Regions from separate parts of the Zea mays genome. Here region 1 is linked to region 2. A link is a contact called in public Hi-C data. All regions are on one chromosome and are shown on one strand. The core of a region is the stretch at or near the end of the contact, and the rest is flanking DNA. Distances in the headings are between cores, read along the strand shown. Region 1 holds the start of LOC103630881. Region 2 holds the start of LOC118472159.

Evidence for each region. Hi-C and Micro-C count contacts between places; a contact is called where the count stands out from the background.
Region 1: a Hi-C map of tassel shows a contact between it and region 2, with 2.3 times the contacts expected there. The contact joins the promoter of LOC103630881 here to the promoter of LOC118472159 in region 2. A contact is called at or near these places in 2 of 25 Hi-C or Micro-C datasets (ear and tassel).

Annotation. Positions count from the first base shown.
Region 1 is chr6:19,396,551-19,403,665 of Zm-B73-REFERENCE-NAM-5.0, forward strand. LOC103630881 reads right to left here and starts at 3,235. Exons shown (of 12, transcript XM_035960265.1): 1 at 3,229-3,235; 2 at 2,750-3,100; 3 at 2,348-2,494; 4 at 2,114-2,274; 5 at 1,524-1,569. The coding sequence starts at 3,235. It also overlaps the pseudogene LOC100277558 and the pseudogene LOC109940319.
Region 2 is chr6:18,793,173-18,799,910 of Zm-B73-REFERENCE-NAM-5.0, forward strand. LOC118472159 reads left to right here and starts at 3,595. Exons shown (of 1, transcript XM_035959882.1): 1 at 3,595-5,165. The coding sequence starts at 4,384. The coding sequence ends at 4,953. It overlaps LOC103629048, which reads right to left and starts at 4,010. Exons shown (of 2, transcript NM_001357028.1): 1 at 2,359-4,010. The coding sequence starts at 3,688.

The sequences.
Region 1 (7,115 bases), core at 1,985-4,484, 600 kb after region 2:
GTCTCGCCGACGCACAGCACCACGGCGGCAGACGTCTGCAAACCCAGAGCACCTCCGAGAAAAACAATGCAGGGACCACGGCGAACAAAGGAGTGGTGGTGTTGCCGAAGGCAACGACGAAGTTGGGGGCGTCCTCGGTGCGATACTACTCCGCGGCGGCGCCACGACATCGACGAACAATCCCCGATGCATAGGTGGGCAATTCTCCATGGTTCTCGGTGCTATACAACGTATAGATGAAGGCGAGGGCACGGAGGGGTTTCTTACTGGTGATGATGCCGTAGGGACTGCTATCCTTGACGCAGGGCGGATCCGCGGCAACCCAGCGACTCCGGCAAGCAATCTGGCCAGCACCGATGTCCCACCCTTCATACCGAAGCCTCGGATATCCTCCCCGCACCACAGTGAAGCACCGCGGCCGCTCACCGAGGGTGGAGAAACGGCGCTGAGGGGATCCCAGGCGCTGCGGCTCACAATCTCTCTCTTCGCTCTCCCCGATTTTGCTCTGCAGCGGTGGCGTTGAGATCTCTCGCTTTGTTTCGATTAGATGGGACTACGGCATGCTTAGGCCGGTACTTATGCACTCGGAGCCAGGGGGATTTGCACGGGTGGAGCATAGCTGGTGGATCTTGGTTGTTAGGCGAGATTCTCCGCTCGTTATGGCCGAGTCTGTTTACGGTACGAGGAAGGCACTTCTGGCAACGGGGCCCGCGCGTCAGCGAATCAGACGGAGACACCTGAGTGTTTGGGAGACTGGTGAGTGGGGCCCGCGGGCAGCATCCCAGCGCGTGTGGAGTTGGTCCGACCCGTCAGTGAAACACGCGCGTGAAAATGGCTGGCCTGCGACTGTGCGATGGAGGCTGACCAATGGGACTGATTGCCAGCGCCCTGGAGTTCTGCGTGGAACACTTTGTGCGGCTGAATCCCGGGCCCCACGCGTCGGTGAGAATCGTGGTGGAGCTGCTCCCTGGGCTGAGCAGATAGGTGGGCCGAGCGGGGTATGGGCCGGGTTGAGGAGGATTTGGCCCAGTGATTTCTCCTTTTCTTTTCTTTTGTTTCCTATTTTGAATTTCTTTTCCTATTCTTGTTTCATTTCTATTTTCAAACTTCAAATTCAAATCCAATGTTTCATTTGAGATTCAAATATTTAGATGCACAAACAAAAATCCCAACATGGATGCAAAGTATGATTTTATTTATTTATTTATTTATTTATTTATTATCCTATCTAAGCAAGGCTTTTAAATATGACATTCATACACACTAAAATAGAGAATAGGTATGTTAAGAAATATAATCTCTAGTTTATAAAATTATTTAGAGAATATTTATAAATATGTTATTTCAACAAAGTGATAACTAAAATCATATAGGGGTATTTTTATTAAATCTTTATTAGAAACCATATTTGTTTTAGGAGGTGTAACTTTAAAATAAGAGAAGTATTATTAAAAGATATTTCAATTCAAAACTTTTGAGAGTTTTACTAAATTCCAAAAATAAGATTGAGGTGTTACAAAGTGCCCTCAGTGTCAGAAACTGTTCTGCTGGTGCTCGCATTGGTGAATCCTGTGTTGACAGTAAAGTGAAAAACTTATGTTCAGTGAAGAGTGTTTTGAAAGAAAACTGTAATAATATAGAGAATTAGTCACAGAAGGTGTCATTAAGTATAACTCATAGCAGTCGCAACATTATGGAACCTTAAACTTTGAGTTGACAGACCATGGAAACCTGGTTTCATAGTCTGAATTCAAGAAGCCCACCCACCACGTACAAAATGGCAAGGTAAAATAGTCTAGAAGTGCTATATTTTTGCAGCACCAAATGTGTGACATGATAGGAAAATGTTTGTCGACAAGTTTCCCATTAGATTCATATAATAAGGTGAAAGCACTTTCAGATATTTCATTATGAATAGTGACTTAGGCACAATGATTTTTGCAAAGATTTCATTAGCAACTTAGGCACATAGACATCAGATGGTTCAGACCAACAGCCAACCAAATATACATGAAACACCTAAGAATATTAACACCCAGTGCTGATACCAAGTTCAAGGGAAGAAATATAGATCCTAGAAATCTAAAAATGTGAATAAATTGGTCTTACGTACGACGGGTATACCAATGATGTTTATCAGGGTCCCAGATCCAACAATCAGAGCTACCATTTCCAACAGTCCAATACCAGTAGCTAGAGCCAAGGATGTTGATACAGCCGGAAGAACCTTCTTTTGTTGCCTTACCTTCTCTATTGGTGTCAAAAATTCATCTCCTAGGTGAGAACTAAACACTAATCAGTGTAACGTGAACAACAGAGCCTTCAGAAAACAAATGGAAATGCTTACTTTCCCTTGTGGTGTTAGAATTGCCATCCATTGCCTGCTGCTCAGCAACAAAGGATGTGGTGACATTAAGTAGCGGCACATTAAACAGCTTGGATACCAAATTGAATATGGAAGTCGATGCACCAACAGCCTCAAGCTGAGCCGAACCTGATAAGAGACTCTTTCTCATCAAATGGGTGAAACGGTTGACACCCTCTTAATTGTTTACTAAAACCAGTGTCTTCCCTATTTTTGTATCTAGGCCTTCATCAGGCCCATGAGCTTTTCACATCATCATATAACACAAAGGATAACTAGATTTTACAATGCCGTGCCGGAGTGAGAGCAAGGTATGGCATGCATGATTCTAGGTTTCAAATGAAGAAATGAATTGGATTACAAAAGCTCAGAATAGTGGATTACCGATATGTCCGACGAAGGCGGTGTCGACGAGCGCCGTGATGGGGTCCGCGGCGAGCGCGAGCACGGCGGGCGCGGCGATGGCGAGGATGTCCGCCGCAACCCCGTCAAGCCTCAGCCACCCCGGAGCCCCACGCCTCGCGACGGCCTCATTCTCTTCCTCTCCCTTAATCTCAGTCTCTGGCCCCTTATCGGGTGTCACCTCGTCGACAGTGTCTGTGACGACCGGCTTCCCACCACCATGACTTTTGCATCGTGGGAGACTCCTCCACCGAGGCAGAGTAGAACGGCGGCGGTGGCAACGGCAGGAGGTCCCCACGGATGGGGCTCGGGCGTGCGCGGGTGGCTGCAGGCCTCGTCAGCGTCACAACCCTCACCGCGCGTCACTGTTGCCCTCATGCTCCTCCCCAGATGCCTAGAAGTCAAGCCAGCTAGGAGAGAATGGAGCCCACACTGGTCTCCCGCATTATCGCTCCGCGCACAAGCCATGCCGGCCGCCACGTTACCATGATGCTCGTACCACCAGCCAATGGGAGAGAATGTGAAGGAAGAACATAACTCACGGCTAAGAAGAGGAAAGCGACGGCAGAGCACGCAAGGACCTCACGACGTTAGCTCAAGCAACTTAATCGATGTGAGCAGCGGCTAATGGGTGATTCAAGTCCATACCAGCACTTTGCCATCGTCTGCGCCTCCAAATGGTCGAAGCATTTCCCTACACCTCCATTTCATCGAATCCCTCTCTGCCGTGTTCCGTAATGGCAATAATCTCGCCGCCATGGGCGTCTGGTCACAGGGGTCGGAGTGTGCGATTGGTAGGATTGAACGCGATGCGGGCCAGCCTTTTTGGGCTCGGTGGGCCGTGGGCCCCCATTTTTGTTTGGGCAGCAAGGGAAATGAATTTGATCCTGCTCATCGATCTTATTCATTTGGCCTCAACGATCAGGATTAGTTTGGCTTCCACTCCTTGAGCCTTCTGCTCAAAGCAACCACCGCTGGCTCAGCTCACTCCGGTGGCCTCCGGCCGCCTCTGCCTCCGAGGATTCGCTTGGGGGGAGACGTATTATGAGGTTCGCGGGGTGGTACCTGAAGATTGCGGCGGTGGGGCCTCCATTGGCGCTGCCATGGAGCTCTTCATGATCCACACGGGCTTTTGTACACTTCTACCTCCCCTCACCCCCTACCTGCTCAACATCCAATCCCCCCTTGTTGTTTCTTTGAGATTTTCAAAATAGTGATTATACTTGGACGGATTATGTGCAGTTCAGTGCATCTTCCCATCAATAACAATCCAAATATTTGATATTTTGGTGTCCACATAACTAGTTGAAGTTACCTAGTACCATTCATCCTGTCAAGTTCATTTTGTTTCTCTGTTGTTCGCTGCTGCATCAGAATGCCTCTTTTTTTAAACATGTTTTGCCTCTATGGTCCTATGCTACAGATGAGAAGGTAACTGTCCTGGGGTCAGAAAAACGAGCTTGGGAAAGCAGTCTAGAGGCCCAAGCTATGAGAGAAGCTCTCAATCCATGGCAAAAGCATGATGAACAAGAACAACAGAAGAAATAGTCAAGAGTTATGTGTCTTAAGTGTCTGCGTTCCCATCCGTATACCCTTGAATCAGGTACTATTAGAAATTAGTGTTGATCTTTTGCATTTGCTGAACAATCTGCAATTTTTTGACTTCTTTAAAATTGCTGGATGCCTGGATGGTAGCTTCCAGAACACGTTGAAGGGCTATCGAAGACAGTTATAAACTGCTTTTTTCATGGGATGCAAAAAAAAGAGGGGACATTGTACACTATCACACTGGGTTTCACTTGTTTTTATGATATTTTAACATTAGAACATCAGATTTTGGGTATAGAAATGGGTGAAAGTTGTCTGCTTCTCTGTACAATAATTGAATGCTCTATGGATTGCTCATGTAATCCTTTTCAGTTATGATATTTTTTTAAACATCATTTGTTGGAACAAAAGGGTGTACATAACAACAGTAAATATGGAGGAGTTTGCACATAGCTCGATTCAATGAGCATCAAAAATTCCCAATGGATTTTATGCAACCTGGCTCCAATTGTTAGTATTAATGCCCAGTAAATGGAATAATACTCGTTCTGTACAAACGTACCACCTCCTAAGCTGATAGTTTCCTATCCTCTTGATGTCTCCTGTAATGTATTCATTTCACGTATTGTATGTAACCCATTTCAGCTAGAACTAACCAAAATTTTGTACAAGCTAGTTTCTCTGTTAACTACTTAACTGGAAACTTGGTGATGGTGCTTACAACTTGACCAGCTAGCGGCAGTAGAATAAGCTGGTTTTGTTCGTATGAATAGAACTATGCTTGATGCTAACCCTAGAATTGTGATGCAAGCCCACACAAAGAAGGTGGTTGAGTAGCACTTCACCCCCATGCACATAATCATGGTGTCAACAATGCCAGTCCAGTTATCCACTACTGTCATCTTTTGGCCATTTCCATCGTATACCATGGCAGCAATCTGGCCATAGAGGAGTGAGCCCAGCGGGATATTGGTAATTAGGATGTTGTGATTCACTCCAATGCTATTTGGTCCAAAGAGCTCGGAGGTCACTGACATTGCTGCAGCAAAGATGAATCCTGAGCTTAGACCAACTAGTGTTGTTCCTGCTACCAGGGTGCTTGCATCTTGTTGGTTCCACATAAGGAAAAAGGCCATTGGCATGGGGACCAATGCAGCAGCAAGCCACCCTGTGCGAGCAAGTGGCACCTTCCTGTATACAAATTTTAGTTAGGAAGCATGTGATATGATGACATATATGTTTGTATATAAAGCAAAACAGATACCTGTGAAGGATGTCAGGTAGTGCAGAAAGAAGACGACCGAAGAAAGAGCAGGATGAGTAGGCAATAAGTAGCATGGTGAGCTGTGACTGCTGGTGCAATGACTGCGCAATCTGCCCCAAGTTGTTGCTGTATACCAGGCCAACAGTGGCTCCACAGAAGTAGGCTGTGTAGTAGAGCCAGAAGTCCACACACCAAATGAGCTTCTTTGCACTATGTTCTTCACCGAGTGCCACCAGGTAGCCCTTGCTCACTATTGTTCCACAACAATTGCCCTGCATCTGGAGCTCCATTGGTTTTAGCATCATCGCATTGGACTCCATTTGATGATTGTTTCTGATTAGGAGCGGCTGATGTGGGTCATCATGGTTTAGTAGCGATGCAGGGTCAGGGCCATCTGTATCCACATATGAGGAACTGGAGCAGGCAGGGATGATGAGAGGAAGGGCGAGGAGAACCATGGCACCTATGAGGATGACCCATGCAGTAGAGCCAGTTGCGGTGAAAGTTCCAAAGACCACAACATATATGCCAGTGATGAATGCAAGGATGTAGAGGCCGAGGAAGACACGCCTGTTATGCCTGGGCGCACTTTGGAGGTGGCTGTCATTTGTGTGGCAGAGGAGGATCACTGGGAGTGCAAGAATAGAGACACCAAGAGGGAGGATTGCATTGAGGAGGAGGCAGATAGACAGGGCTAAAGGGGAGAGGGCGTTTGCAAAGAGAGTGTAGAAGGCAGCGCTGAGCCCGTTGAAGCTTATTGAGAGGGAGAGGGCTAGGGAGCGGTTGTTTGCAGAGAAGTTGCGGATGCAGAGAACAAAGCAGACTGTGTTGAACCAGCAGATGCTGCACCCTGCTATCAAGCAGACCAAGAACACCTGCAAGGGCCAACATATGAATCAGAATTTGATCAAATAATTAAGTTCGATATAAGTTGCATGTTGTCTTTATGTCTTGGCAGTTTAACCTCTATTGTCTCTACATCTTGACTTAAATACCTTTGAGGATAGTGTTTGCAATCAGTTTGTCCAGAGTCGAGACGACTTGTGTAATATAGTTTGTTTACTGAAAGCTACAGGATGGATTTGTATACTGGGAGCCCAAGCCCCGTATGGTATCGAATACATTGTACGACCACAGGGCAGTACATCCTTCTTTTTTTACTTTGAACATTTAGTATAAACGCTTTTAAAATGTGATTGAAAGGGGGACATCTAACATCAGTTTCTTCAATAATTCCCAGTATCTAGATATGTGTTGAGCATTGAGTAGCTAGGCAGGAAAGTGAGCATTGGCATTCCAATAACTTAGTGTGATTATGCATCTGGGGATATACAGTTTGTAATGGAGTACGACACAATCGTGGCGTTGTGGCGTTAAACTCTGATTCAATTTGTGTGTAGTACATGTCATATATTTCCCATGCTGCTCCTAGAAGGAAGGTGGAAAGAAGGTTTTGTAGTAGGTGGATGATGCAACAGCAGTGACTTGCGAGACTGGAATGGCATGCCGTAGGCGTGTGTGATGCCGGTGGGGATG
Region 2 (6,738 bases), core at 2,345-4,844:
TGACCCCTTTGTGAGTAGAGAAGAAAGGACCAGTTAAGTCATTTGTCCTAACAGCCACCTTGCCACCTCTGACAGTTCTCATAACCCAGTCACACCATTTAACTCCAAAACCTTTCATAATCATCATTTGATATAAAAACTGCCAATTAACCTTGTCATAAGCCTTTTCAAAATCTATTTTTAACAAAATACCACTTTGTTTACCCCTTTTCACTTCATGTAAAATCTCATGTAGGGCAACAACACTATCAAGAATATACCTCCCTCTAATAAAACCAGACTGAGTATCACTAATCACCTTTTTGATGCAACAAGCAAGCCTATTGTTCAGAACTTTAGTAATGATTTTGTAACAAACATTTAACAGACAAATTGGCCTAAAATATTTCATCTCAGACGCATTCTCAACCTTAGGAAGCAAAGTAATCACACCAAAATTCAGACGTTCTATGGGAAGCACTTCATTATAAAAATCTACAAACAATGCAAACATATCCTTTTTTATAATATCCCAGAAGGTCTAGAAGAATTCCGCCGGCAAACCATCGGGGCCCGGAGCACTATTGTGTTTTAACGAGTCAATCACCATTTTAATTTCATCATAAGAGAAAGGGGAAGTAAGAAAATTTCTATCATTCTCATCTAGCTGGGTCAAGTTAAGGTTTCCCATGCTAATGTGAGAAATATTCGAAGGACCAAACAGCTCTTTGTAAAAGTCAGTAGCCACTTTGTTCAACTCCATTTCACCCACGACAACAGAACCATTATGAAAAAGAGATTGAATTCTAATCTTTCTTCTTCTCCCTTTAGCTTTCAAATGGAAATATTTTGTATTCCCATCTCCTTCAACCACTTGTTTCTCTCGAGCTATCTATTTCATTTTAATTTCTTCTTCAGAAATAATTGATCTCAAGGCAAGCTCGCATTGCAATTTTTCTTGTCTTTCCGATTCAGACAAGATCTTACATTCACTCTCAATGTCCCAAGAATTGATTTTTTCTGAATCAATTCCTTTTTAGTTTTTTTATAAGCTCCTTCAACATTACAGTGCCACCCTTTCAAAGTCTTTTTGAGTCTCTTTATTTTTTCTTTCCACACATCAATACTGCACCTACTCCTAACCGGGAGACACCAGCTGTTAGTCACTACCTGGCGAAAATCGGCTCTAGAATTCCAACACAATTCATATCTAAAGATCCTATTAATAGGGGCACGGTCGCCTGTGTCAAGACATAAAGGGGAGTGATCCGAAAAGGACCTATTTAAACCAAAAATCATCACACTCCGATACGCCAAATCCCATTCTGGACTTACCAAAAACCTATCAAGTTTTTCAAAGGTAGGGTCTAAACGGTTATTGGACCAAGTGTACTGTCTACCAACCAAATCCAACTCAATCAAGCCATATTGCTCAATAATTGCATTAAAGAGAAAGCTCCATTTATTAGTACCCCCAGGCTTATTTTTGTCACTCTCTCTTCTAATGATATTGAAATCCCCACCAACAAGAAGGGGGAGAGAGGAACTATGACAAAAGGAGGCCAGCTCACATAAAAAATCCCTTTTACTGACTTCTTGAGCAGCACCGTATACATTTAAAAAAATCCACGAAAAATTCTTCTCTTTTGTGAGTGATAAGGCTGCTGATCATAAACTTACCACACTTGTGACTAAGAATGTCAAAGGTATCAGAGTTAAAGCCCGACAGCAACCCACCAGATCTCCCATTGGGTTCAGCAGAGACCCAAATAAAACTCCTAGTGCCACACAGACCATCCAACCAATTCTGATTAAAGACTTTCCTATTGATTTTCTGTAAACCAATAAAATCCAACTTCTCTTCACTTGTGAGTTCCTTGATAAACTCATATTTGCCTTTTTTTTCAAACCCTGATAATTCCATATGATGCCTTTCATAGGAAACTAGGATATTGAGAGTGAGCCTTGCCCTTTTTTTTCTCCTCTTGCTAGAGGAGCCTTTGGCAGCAAAGGGAAAATGTTTTTTCCCTTTTGATTTTTTGGACCCACTTATGTAAACCATGTCCAAGGCACTTTCCTTTTCTAAATTAAGGAAAAAGTCCTCATCAGACACATTTCCCATGTCATTTTGAGAGTCATCAATGGGCTGTGAAGAGACTACGTCACGATCTTCAGAAAGAACCAGAGGAGAAGAGTCCTGTCTACCACCACTTGAGTTCAACATAACATTTAATTTGGTTTCTTCAAGCATTTTTATGTCCTGAAGACTGAGCTCTATTTCATTTTTATTATTTCCTAGGCACACACCTAACGAATTTGCAAGGTCTACTAGCACAGCATCTTTAGTATTTAAGACAGAGAAGGGATTCCAGCAGTTACCTTTATGTATGAAGGTGTCTTTAGCTTCAGCTCTGTTGATAGCTTTCTCAGTAATGTTCAAATCATCATCAGCTTCAAGTCTTGGGCTCCTCCTCAGCCCCTCAAACCCCTCTGCCATTTTAGCTTTGCCTTTTTTATCTCTCTGAGCAACCACCCCATCACCAGTGTTCTCAGCTTTGCAATTTTCATTCCCACTTTCTTGTGAGCACTGCAGATTGACACCCACACTTTTAGCTAACTCAGCCAATTCCTGAGAGCTAAGGAGATCCTCCTCACTGAGCTCCAAGTTAACCTGACCTCCACTGTCCTCTTCATTGTGCTGCAGTGTTTTGTCCCCTTTGTGGGTTATCTTTTGACCTTCACTCTCAGTAACAGTAGCAGTTTTTCTAGAGTGACCTTTGCCAGCCGAAGAAGCAACCTCATTCTTCTCCTTGCCGTCCACAGACTCCTTTCTAGCTTTTTTCCCTGTCGATTTAGACATAGATCCTTCAGAAACACATGTATTGGATTTCACTCTCTTACCAAGATTCGAATTCTCCTCATTCCACCCTTCTTCCACAATTGAATCCACTTTAAAATACACATCAAACAGAAAAGGCTTGACACCAACTTCCACTATTTTTGGAATCATGTTAATGCTCTTAACATGAACCTTAAACTTGACCGACTCTGACATCTCCAGAGATTTTAAATCCACTTCCTCAACAGCCCCCAAGATCGATCCCAGCTCGCAGATAGCCTGGTAGTGTCTTAACTCATCTAGCACATTCTCCGCACTCATCCAAACAGTATGCAGCCTTGCTTTCGCATTAGCCTGACAGTTCCAGGGCAGCACCATGATTTTAGCTCCGGACATCTTCATTTTGACCTCTATAAACTGACTCAGCTCATCTAGCTTATCTTGAGACGGAAAATGCATCACATAACCAGCTGGACATTTCTCTGCCTTCCAAGTTCTTCCCCAAGGAAAGTGAAAGCTAAAATCCTTTTCAAGCTCAGAGGCAGACACAAACCCTTCCAGAATCTTAACCAACCCCAAGCAAGATAGATTAGGTTTCCTGAGACTGGGTTTAGCATACTGGGATGAGAAGAACCCTAGCCCATCTGCAGCCATGCCCACAATCGGCATCATGGGCTTAATCTGTCGCGGCCAAACACATTTAGCCATCACATGGGTGTCCTTGCGACAGATCTCACACCAAAGAGACTTGCAGCAATCCCTTGCGTGATGACCTTCTTCCCCACACTTCTGGCAGAAAAATCTCCTCCCCATTTCATTCTCAGACCCAGAAGAATGAAGGGAGAAATTAGGGTTACCTTGCACGATCATTTCGCCAGTGGAAGAAGAGTCGGCTACATCCTTTTTGGGGATCGTCTTTCCAGGGGGGAGGCCTCAATCTCCAGCTCAGATTCCTGTTTCTACTCCACTGCGGCGGATCGCGAGCCTCCTCCCTGTTGTTCCCAGTGCCCCATTTTTGGCTCCAACCTTTGGCACCCATCGCCTCACGCCTTGCAACCGGCAGAGATCTCCCCGATCCAATCCTCGACCACTCCTCCTCCGAGGACGGGGGCTGGATCGGCACCCACCTCCACCCACCACTGAAACTAGATCTCACCGAGGAAGGGGATGACCAGATCGAGGCAAGTAAAGCGGCCAAGTGAGGGAGCGAAGGAGAGCCGATTAGGTCAAGTTGCGGCACAGCGGTTTCCACCCTTGATTTGGCTAGAGGCGATGTGTCTTCATCCTATGCCCCATCCCACATCGAATGGGCCTCCAAACCACCATGGGACCGATCTCCATTAAACGGCTCAAAGGAAACATCAACCCCAGGAACCCACCCCCGCCACAGCCTCATTGCAACAAAATCACATGGCTATCGGCAGCAACGGAGAAGCCCAAGGAGGAAGGCGGCCTAGGAGAGGGGGGGGGAGAATAAGAACACCTCACCAGAGAGGACCAGAGGACGGAGGACGAGAGCCGACGAGTTCAATCTGAATGTCTGGCCTGCCACGGGAGGACTACTAATGGGTGTTTGTCGCCGGCGAAGGGCCCGACGAAGACCAGGCGAAGGGGTCGACGAGGCTACCAAGACCGGGGCACCTGGCGTAGGATGGCGGACCCTTTTTCAGCTCCTCCTAGAGCTGGCGACCTGCCTTCTGATCCTGTCATTCAACAAATACTACGCCTTCGCCATCCTCACCGCCGTCGTCGCCCTCCTCCAACCGAAGCTGCGGCATGCGGCAGACAGACACGTGTTGCCATCCTTCACACAGGACATGATCGGAGACGATGAGGACAGTCCATACCTGGGCCATTTGCTGGACCTTTCACAAGGCATCGCCAGTTCTGGCGGCCTCTTCACGGCGATCGCCGGACGCTTCATGGTAGGGCCATTCAACACGGTTGGTTTCTTCTTCTTCTGTGCGATAGCTCTCGGGCTGTATCTGTCCATGGTGGTGACGGTGGGAGCTGTGTCTCGTCCCCACGCCAAGTGTCTCGCCATCGTCGTCGTGGTCCTCGTCGTGCTCACGCTTATCGCCGCCTGCATCCTATTTGTTGGGCACTCGGGAAGCAAGCCGCAGGTTGTCACCTAGTAGATCCATAGATCTTTATCTACTTAATTATCCTTGGCATTCTGTTTTTCTTTTAGTTTACTTGTATGTATCTGTCTATCTGAGAATGATGTCCGATGCATGCTCCCGTTTGTTGCATTTTTTTCACAATGTGATTTTATTGGTTCAAATAAACACAGCAGTGTATCGTTTAGAATACAAATAACATGGAAGTTTTCTGAACTCTCCTTTCATTTCTGCCAGCTGAAATGTGAGCGAGTGTTGGCTTTTACACTGGATGAGGCAGGTTACAGCACAGTTTTAGACCTGATTTACAAATGGCTGGTCTAATTGATTTCAATGCCATTACGCCCTTCCCCAATAATACACCAGCTCCGTGCAGCAGCTGTACCTTCACCTAGCTCTAGCAACAGCGCTGCGCTAGTTTACTGCTGCAACCACAACTGAAATAGTCAGAAGCGAACAGGCCCATTGGTTCATCATAATTAATTTGTAAAGAAAGCAAGCAGCCAACAGGCAAGCGCGCAGAGCAAGAGCAAGCCAGTAAAGAGACTAGCAGAAGGCCCAAGTGGCAGCCCAATATCGTATCCTAAACCCAACGTTGGATGGAACCAATCCATGGATCTTATTTGCTTATTATTATCCCTGGTAATCTGAATGTTCTTTAATTTACTTGCTTGTATGTAGCTGATAAGTATCCTGTGTGACACTCCTATTTGTGCATTTTTTTATACCTCAATGTAATTTTGTTCGTTAACAGACAGCAGTATAATTGAGAATACAAACCTTCATTTCTGTCAGCTGAACTGTGAGTGCTGTAACCTACCTTGAATAAATGGTTATTGGACGTGATATACAATGGTTAAACCTCATGACATTAATTATCAGAGATCTGGCAGGGATGCAAACTTAAGGAGCAGAACAACATCACGAATGCAACTGTAATCGTGCTTTTTAGAAAAAAGAATTTTTATTCCGGCCTCTGCATAAGATGCACTTAGCCACTTAACCATCCCTTATTACAAGTCCGGCCCCCGGCTGAAGAAAAGCAAGCTCTTAAAGAGCAGACAAAACGAAGAAATAAACTTATGCACCAAACTAAGCACAGTCTATTAGAAGACAGCTATCCATCAGACGCGTCCGGTCACCACCGACCAGACGCACCAGCGTCCGATCCAACAATTGCACTGTCAAACCACCGAGCGATCGGACACACCGAAAACACTGTCCCGCGTCCGGCCGAGCGTCCAATCGCCTCGAACACCTAGCCAAGACACTGCCTCTCTGGGGTGAGCGACCGGACGCACTGACCCAGCGTCCGGTCACCCCAGTGACCTCCAAACTTCTCTGTTTCGATCCGAAACTCTTTACCTTTGCAAATGTGCTAACAAGACCATGTACGTGTGTGTTAGCATTTTCACAACATTTTCAAAGGATTTTTCTCTCTTTTCACCACGCCACTCGATCCTAGCAACGTCACGATGTTAGATCACTCGAGTGGCATTAGATGACCGATATGCAAACAAGTTTGCCCCTCTTGGTAATACGGCCATCTATCCTAAACCTGGTCAAGCACTTCTCTACTCAACCTTAGACTAGTGAAATGAAAATGCCCTAGTTTATACATTTGCCTTGCGTTTTCCATTTCATCTCCATTACCATCGTCGATGCCAATGCAACACATGCACCAACACCATCATAAATGTTATGATCCACTTCATATCATCACATGGCTTTTGGTCCATTGATCTTGCATTACTTGCTCTTCACCATTACTTCGGTCCTTCGGCTCTAAGTCTTTGCTCA